Linked DNA regions of Zea mays: region 1 is linked to region 2. A link is a contact called in public Hi-C data. All regions are on one chromosome and are shown on one strand. Each heading gives the region's core, a stretch centred on a gene start, on an enhancer-like site or on the middle of the called end of the contact. The rest is flanking DNA. Distances are from core to core; before and after follow the strand shown. Region 1 holds the start of LOC100193524. Region 2 holds the start of LOC100278364.

Region 1 (3,244 bases), core at 208-2,707, 390 kb after region 2:
TGAGTTGTCCATCGTCACGGAGATGGTGCCACCCCTTGTGCTGATCGGTTGCTCCTCTGTGTTAAACATCTGTTCCGTGATAGCAGGCGTCAGCGAGGCCCAGGATTGGAGGCAAGACAACATGTCTTCACCAGCAGGATCTATTTCACAGCATGTCAAGGAGTCGCCTAAGACAGCCTCCAGTTTGTCCTGGGTTTCTTCTCTTCTGCTCTTTGTGTGCAGAAGCTCCCTGAAATCGATCCAGAATGTTTCATTTAACCATCATCCTATTTCTTAACGGTGTAAAATAAATAATTGACAAATTCTTGATGTCCTGAGACAAGATGCTCCATAAATAAATAAAAAAGAGATTCTCGTAAGGCACTGAAAAAGGATGTGTTTGGAGATAAACTGACCTGGCATCTGTGATGAAGAAAAGGTCCAGCACACTCCCATCAGGCGTGGTAGAGACCTTCACCCTCCGAATCGTGAGCTCTAGCTCGCACAGAACACGTGTCACATCTGTGGAACACAGAATTTCCAGGAGGAAGATTCAAAATTATACCTTTTTCTAGCTACATGCATATCCAATGAGACTTATTTTCAGCAGTAGGTGTCCTTCACTTACATTAAAAATCAAATTCACCATACCTAATACTCCTAACTAGCAATATATTGCAGAGTTATGACCTTATCATTGAGAACGGAAGAAAAAGAACCCCTACAATCTCCTACAGACACACGTGCAGTGCAACACAATCATAGTGACTCCAATGGCAAAGAAATGCACGATAAAGGTGGGTAGGGGAACACTAATTTAGCCTAGCACTGCATAGAACAACTTTGCATAGAACAGAGCAACAATAACAAGAGGTGTACCATGCAAGAGTCCCATCCGGTCGAAGCAGCATAGCTTGAGCAAGAAGAGCTTTGGTGGGGGAGGCGCAAGGTCCTGTAGGCCAGCCGCTGCGAGGTACGCGTTGTCGAATCCGAACGGCGGCGCGACGGGGCAGAGCTGAAGCAACCTGTCCTTGAGTAGGTCCCATGGCACGGGCACCGGCCGCCCCCCGCGTGGCAGAACCCAGAGCACGATGTAGCACCACCGCCCGTCCGTGCTCATGTCTCCCTTGACGACGCTGAGGCGGAAGAGGAGGACGACCCGGCAGAGGTCGCAGCCGAGGCCCGTCTTGTCGGGGCAGCTGACGGTGACGACGGTGGGCTCGCCAGCGGCGTCGGCGTGGCGGATTTGCACCACGTCGTCGCTGGGTATCCCCATCGGTCGATGTGATTTGCAAGGGACGCAAGCAGCTGCTCTAGAAACTAGACATGGATCCTCCCCTCCTGCTAGGCTGCCGCGGTCGCGGGGGCGGGGACAAACAGATAGCGGCGGCGGCGGTCGAGGTGCACGGAATCTTGGCGGATGGATTCGCTAGTCTAAGCGACACCCCCTCCTTGGCCCTCGTCTCGCCCATCTTCTTGGGGGGAAAAGGAAAGTGATCTGCGTGTCGTGGACAAGTCAATAAGGCATACGGCAGCCAAACATTGGTTGGTGGGTGAAATTTGTTTCCACTTTGCTCTGTTCCTTCCCCACGTCTTTAACCTAATTACCTAAACCCCACTGGTACAAAATCGAGGTCACATATTGTCCCGATTACAAAATTATTTACTGCCGTTTTCCAACCGCTATTGCGTGTCAAGCTTCTTAGGGTAAGTCAATGGAAGCTAAAAGGATCTACAAGTCTTTTTCTTCTTTCTTTTCTTATGGTTTCTTTTCATTTAATTTTTTTTATCTCAAATAATTTTTATACGTATGCTATGCTACTGTTGTACGTTTGTGCCTATAAATTTTTCAGTTGAGCATACATATATGCACAAAATGTATGAAACTATACATAAACTATACATATATTTAAATTATTAATGAAACTAATTAACAAAAACTTTTAGGGCTAGTTTGACAACCCTATTTTTCTAAGGGATTTAATTTTCTCAAGAAAAATTAGTTTAGAGCTAGTTTGGCAATCCAATTTTTCCATAGGATTTCCAATTTATCAATGAAAAATAAATTAATTTCCTTTGGGAAAATGAAAAACCCGTAGAAAAATAGGGTTACCAAACTCGACCTTACTTTCACTTGGGAAAATAAGAATCCATTAAAAAATGGAGTTGCCAAATAACCTTATATTACAATTAACCCACCTATAGGAGCAAAAGTATTTTTTCTATCATAGAAGTATTATACACGGCTATATATAACCTCCTCTGGAAGAACTCCTACTAAATAGCCTTGAGCTAGTTTGATAACTCCATTTCCTATAAGATTTCTATTTTCCAAAGAAAAAATAAACTAATATTTTTTGGGGGAAATGGAAATTTCTTGAGAAAATGGGGTTCCCGAACTAGCCGTAGGATTGATTTTTTCTCCCACTCAACATTTGAATGGAAAAAACATATGAATATATGAATAGTTTGTATATATAGTGATATGATAGTAATTAATAAATAGTGTGTATATGGTTTACGCATTTTAAGTTGTTGTAGAGCATTTTTATTGGATCATGACATATGGTAGATGTGCTCGTAAACATAGTATCCACATAAATTATTTTCTGATTCCTATCTCAGTCACTATGAGAAAACGATTCATCAAATAATCATGGTAATAATGAAACAAACGAAATAAATATGTGCTAACCTAGCTAGTACTTACCCTGAAGTCATATATATGTAGAGGAGCCTTTCATTTACCTTTGTTTTTCAAAAAGAACGTTACCCAAACACTACCCATGAAAAAATGAATGAAGTTATTCTCTTAAATTCAAGAAAATAATGATAGAGGTATAATATGATGAACAAAATTACTTCTGGATAATATCTTTCATGTCTTGGTATTCTTATCTCTTTTTTTCAATATGTAAGGTAAATGCAACATGTGTAAGGGTGGATCTCCAATACTCTCTTCGTCCCAAAATATTAAGTGAAGTGAAACACATCTCCATGTCTTGGTATTCCTATCTCTTTTTTTCAATATCATGTGGTGCACCGGGCCGGTCCGGTGCAATGCAAAAAGTCTATTTTCCTTAAACGACTATTTTGGGGTTGGGGCTCTTTATAAACCCCCAACCAGCCATTTGAAGGTGTGGGAGCCCAATCAACATATTAAGTAAAGTGAAACATATCTCCATAGCTCCAAACACTCACGTGCTTAATAGGATCACTCGGTGATTAGCGTAGGTGCTTTTCGTAGTGCTTAGATTATTTAGAC
Region 2 (3,623 bases), core at 106-2,605:
CGGCGACCATCACGGGGCGGGGCGGCTGGAGGAACACAGAAGGTGGAGGAGGAGCACGCGTCAGCATTTGACCCAGATCAGGTGGCACCGAATTTGGGAGGACCCGGGGAGGAGGAGGCGGTGGCCACTGGCCAGTGGTGGAGCGCGTCCTCGGGAGGCGGGAAGGGCGGAGAAAAGAGAAACCCACGCAATGAAAGCCGTGAGGTCCGTGACGTCCTCTGCGGTTTCGCCCAGACGCCCACCGCTTTTCTTTGCTTGTCCTCCTCTACTACTACCCTTTACCCTTTCCTTTGCGTATGAATTGCGGTGGACGGTCCAAAAAAAACGTGACGCAAAATATAACAACACTCGTGTAATAGTACGGTGGTAATTATTTTCTCTGCTTATGTTATTTTCGCACAATACGGCATTCCAGGATTTTCAGATAGTCAGTACGTATTATCAAACGTACAAATATTACTTGTATTATATTATTAAGTTTGATTGACCATTCTATTCCCGTGCAGGTCCAGCCGTCCAGCATGTATTTATTTACTTATCAACTCTTTTGAAACCGCAGAGTTTCATTTATGACATCATAAGTACAGTACAGTAGATACACACACTGAGCTGTGAGCTCACTCTTTTTCGCCGTTCCCCTTCTCTTCCCATTTCGCATCGCAGAGCTGCCAGTTCAGACAGGCCGTTCCCTTTCTTTCCAATTGAGATACTGGTGACTAACTCAGAAGGAAAGGAAGGAGCAGGCAAGCAGAGAGAGAGAGCAACCTGTGCAGCCACGGCGGCGAAGGAGGATGAAGAGGGGAAAGTGGTGCCGTCGGGGAGGACAACCCAGCCGGCCTCCCTTGCGAGCGCGGCGATCACCTCGTTGATGTCGGCGCGCGCCCGCAGCCTGTAGTTGCCGTGCTGGCGCAGGCCCGCCAGGATCCGCCCCGTGATCGCGCGCCGCTGCCGCTCCCGCATCTTGGTCCGCTCCTTCTCCTCGCGCGCGCGCCGCCGGTTTGAGGTCCCTCCCGCCCTGCCGCCGGGCGTCCACACGGCCGGGCTCCGGGGGTCCATATAGTACCCGTCCTCCTCCTCCTCGTCATCCTCCTCCTTTACCCATATCTCCTCGTCGTCGTCATCGGCCAGCCCCGCCTGCTGCATCCCACCGGTCTGCCGGGATCTCGATCTCGTGCCGCGGGTGCAGATGCGGAAGAGGGGAACGGGTGGGAGGAGTAGGAGCAGTAGGGCCGCTCGCGCGTGCGAGGCGTGCGGCGGCGTGCTGCTGCTGAACCTGGTACTGGGCGAGTGATATTGTTGGCACGGACGCACGGTGGTCGCGTGGGAGCGACACGTGTGGGAGGATGGACGGCCGCGATGGCCAGGCTCCGCGCACGTTTGGAGCGGTTCCGCCTCGCATCGCCCCCCTCACTCCACCAAGCCTGGCCAGGGGAAGGAACGAGGAAGAAGGATTGGCACCGCACATGGGGCACATGTGATTGGGCGTGCCGCTGGCTACCGTTAGTCAGTTACCCTTTTCCCATGTTAGACCATGTTTGTTTTGTGCCGATCCATAGAAATTGAGAGGGATTAAGTCCCCTACAAATCAAAATCTTCTCTAATCCCTAACAATCCCCCTCGATTCATACGGTTTTTGGATCAAACGAACATGGCCTCAGTGGGCGCCGCGCACGGCCCACACATGTGTCATGTGCACGCGCCTCTCGGTCCTAAGGGTGTATTTGTTTAGCGGGTTGATGTAGGTTGGAACGGGTTCAATTCATAACAATTCATGTTTGGTTCAAAATGCTCGTGGGTTAGGTTGGATCCAGATCGAAATACTTCTTAAAAACATGGGTTCTAAGGATTCCTCAAAAACAAGAGAACCATTTCGACTCACTTACTTTCCACCCTCTTGTCACACATGTCTTATCCACTCTAGACTAGCACAGGGGCGTGTCGCCACTACAGGGGGACCCCGCCGACCTACCCTACGACGTTAATCCCCCGCATGCCTCCAGTCGTCGGTCCCCCACGAGTCTGCCCTCCAGCGTGCTGGCCTCCATCAGCGCCGTCAGACTCCTCCACCGGCTTGCTGCGCCTCCCACAATCAGTCCCCCGCTGGCCTGCCCTCCGATGCTGTCGTGTTCTTCGGTAGGCACAACTTGCGAGCCTTGCTAGTGCTGTCGTCGAACAGGCAAAGGTCAGTGCTCGTCATCGCCTAGACAAGCCTGCTAGTCATGGCAAATGTTAAAAAAATCACTGAAGTGTATCTTGATGTTGTTGGGATGTTCTTTAATTATGACTGAAATGTAACAGTTAGACCTCATCACTAAAATTTATGGCTTGGTTAATAATGGCTTTAATTTATGTATATATTGTGCTTATAGATTTCTCAAATATTAAAATAGTGTCGGTTTCATTTATTTTGAATATTGTCATCTTATTGAATTGAAGATATCATTCTGAGTGTGATAATATGATCAGGAAGGTGACTGTCGGGTACCGTAATTAGGGGTACCCCCAACGCTCCTAAACACGGCTATAGGGATGAAAACGGTCGGGAAAATACCTCTACCGTTTTCATTTTCATATCTACCTTGCGGGACGAAAACGAAAACGGGATATATCGGTAACGAAAACGAACGGGATAAATACGGGAATCGAAAAACGATACGATCCGGTCGGGTTAAAGCCGAAATCGGACGGGAACCGGTATTTTTGTTCGGTAAATCAACACCATGAAACCATATATTCAAAACTTAACAACAAATAAAAAATTGTAAACACAAGTCTTAATTAAACACAAATAAAACTATAAAAGCCATGTAAATCCGGAGCACACAAAGTTTAATGTAGCACATAAGTCTTGGGATGTTGGCTAACATAAGAAGTCATATAAGTCTACTAGCACACATGACACAATACAAAGTTTAAAACACATATTCATAATCACTTGCTCACATTTGGATCACTTAGCACGCATAGACTATTACAACCAAGGCTCATTTGCTCACATCTCTCAACAAACATAAGACACATTGCTCATGGAGAGGAGCCACTTGCTGTATCTTCATTCCGTGGACAGCAGGTGGTCTGTGGTCAGCAGTGGAGAGTAGAGCAGTGGACAGCAGAGCTGTAGCCGTGGCCAGCAATGGAGACTGGAGAGCAGAGGGAGCAAGCTTTTCTCGGCAAGCTTCTTCTCGGACGGCGGCGTGGTCAGCAGTGTTCAACGCAGCAAGCTTCTTCTCGGGCTGGTCTCGGACGGCGGCGTGTGGAGGCTGGCCGTCTGGGAGGGAGCCGCCGAGCCGTGGCCTCTGGACTCTGGAGGCTGGACCGGCACCGCTGCCCGCTGGAGAGAGCAGTTGAGCAGAGAGTAGGAGAGGACGACGACGTTTGCTACGGCTCACGGCTGGGAGACCAGAGAGCAGGAGGACGACGGCGTTTGCTACTTTGCTACGGCTCACGCGCGGCTGAGAGAGAGCAGGAGAATGGTGCAGGCGCTCAGCTGCCCGCTGGTCGCTGGAGCAGACGAGCAGTGAAGCTGTGGAGGGCGGACGGCGGCGTTTGCTACGGCTGGGAGAGAGCAGAGAGAGGAGCGGACGGCGCTAGGTAACCTAGGTTAGGTTTTTGCTTAGATGGGC

What was found. Hi-C and Micro-C count contacts between places; a contact is called where the count stands out from the background.
Region 1: a Hi-C map of ear shows a contact between it and region 2, with 7 times the contacts expected there. The contact joins the promoter of LOC100193524 here to the promoter of LOC100278364 in region 2. A contact is called at or near these places in 3 of 25 Hi-C or Micro-C datasets (bundle sheath, ear and tassel).

Annotation. Positions count from the first base shown.
Region 1 is chr7:58,840,075-58,843,318 of Zm-B73-REFERENCE-NAM-5.0, forward strand. It overlaps LOC100193524, which reads right to left and starts at 1,458. Exons shown (of 4, transcript NM_001358763.1): 1 at 859-1,458; 2 at 396-501; 3 at 1-229. The coding sequence starts at 1,255.
Region 2 is chr7:58,452,482-58,456,104 of Zm-B73-REFERENCE-NAM-5.0, forward strand. It overlaps LOC100278364, which reads right to left and starts at 1,356. Exons shown (of 10, transcript NM_001350702.1): 1 at 766-1,356; 2 at 1-25. The coding sequence starts at 1,143. It overlaps LOC103632407, which reads left to right and starts at 2,758. Exons shown (of 1, transcript XM_008654238.3): 1 at 2,758-3,623. The coding sequence starts at 3,134. The coding sequence ends at 3,595.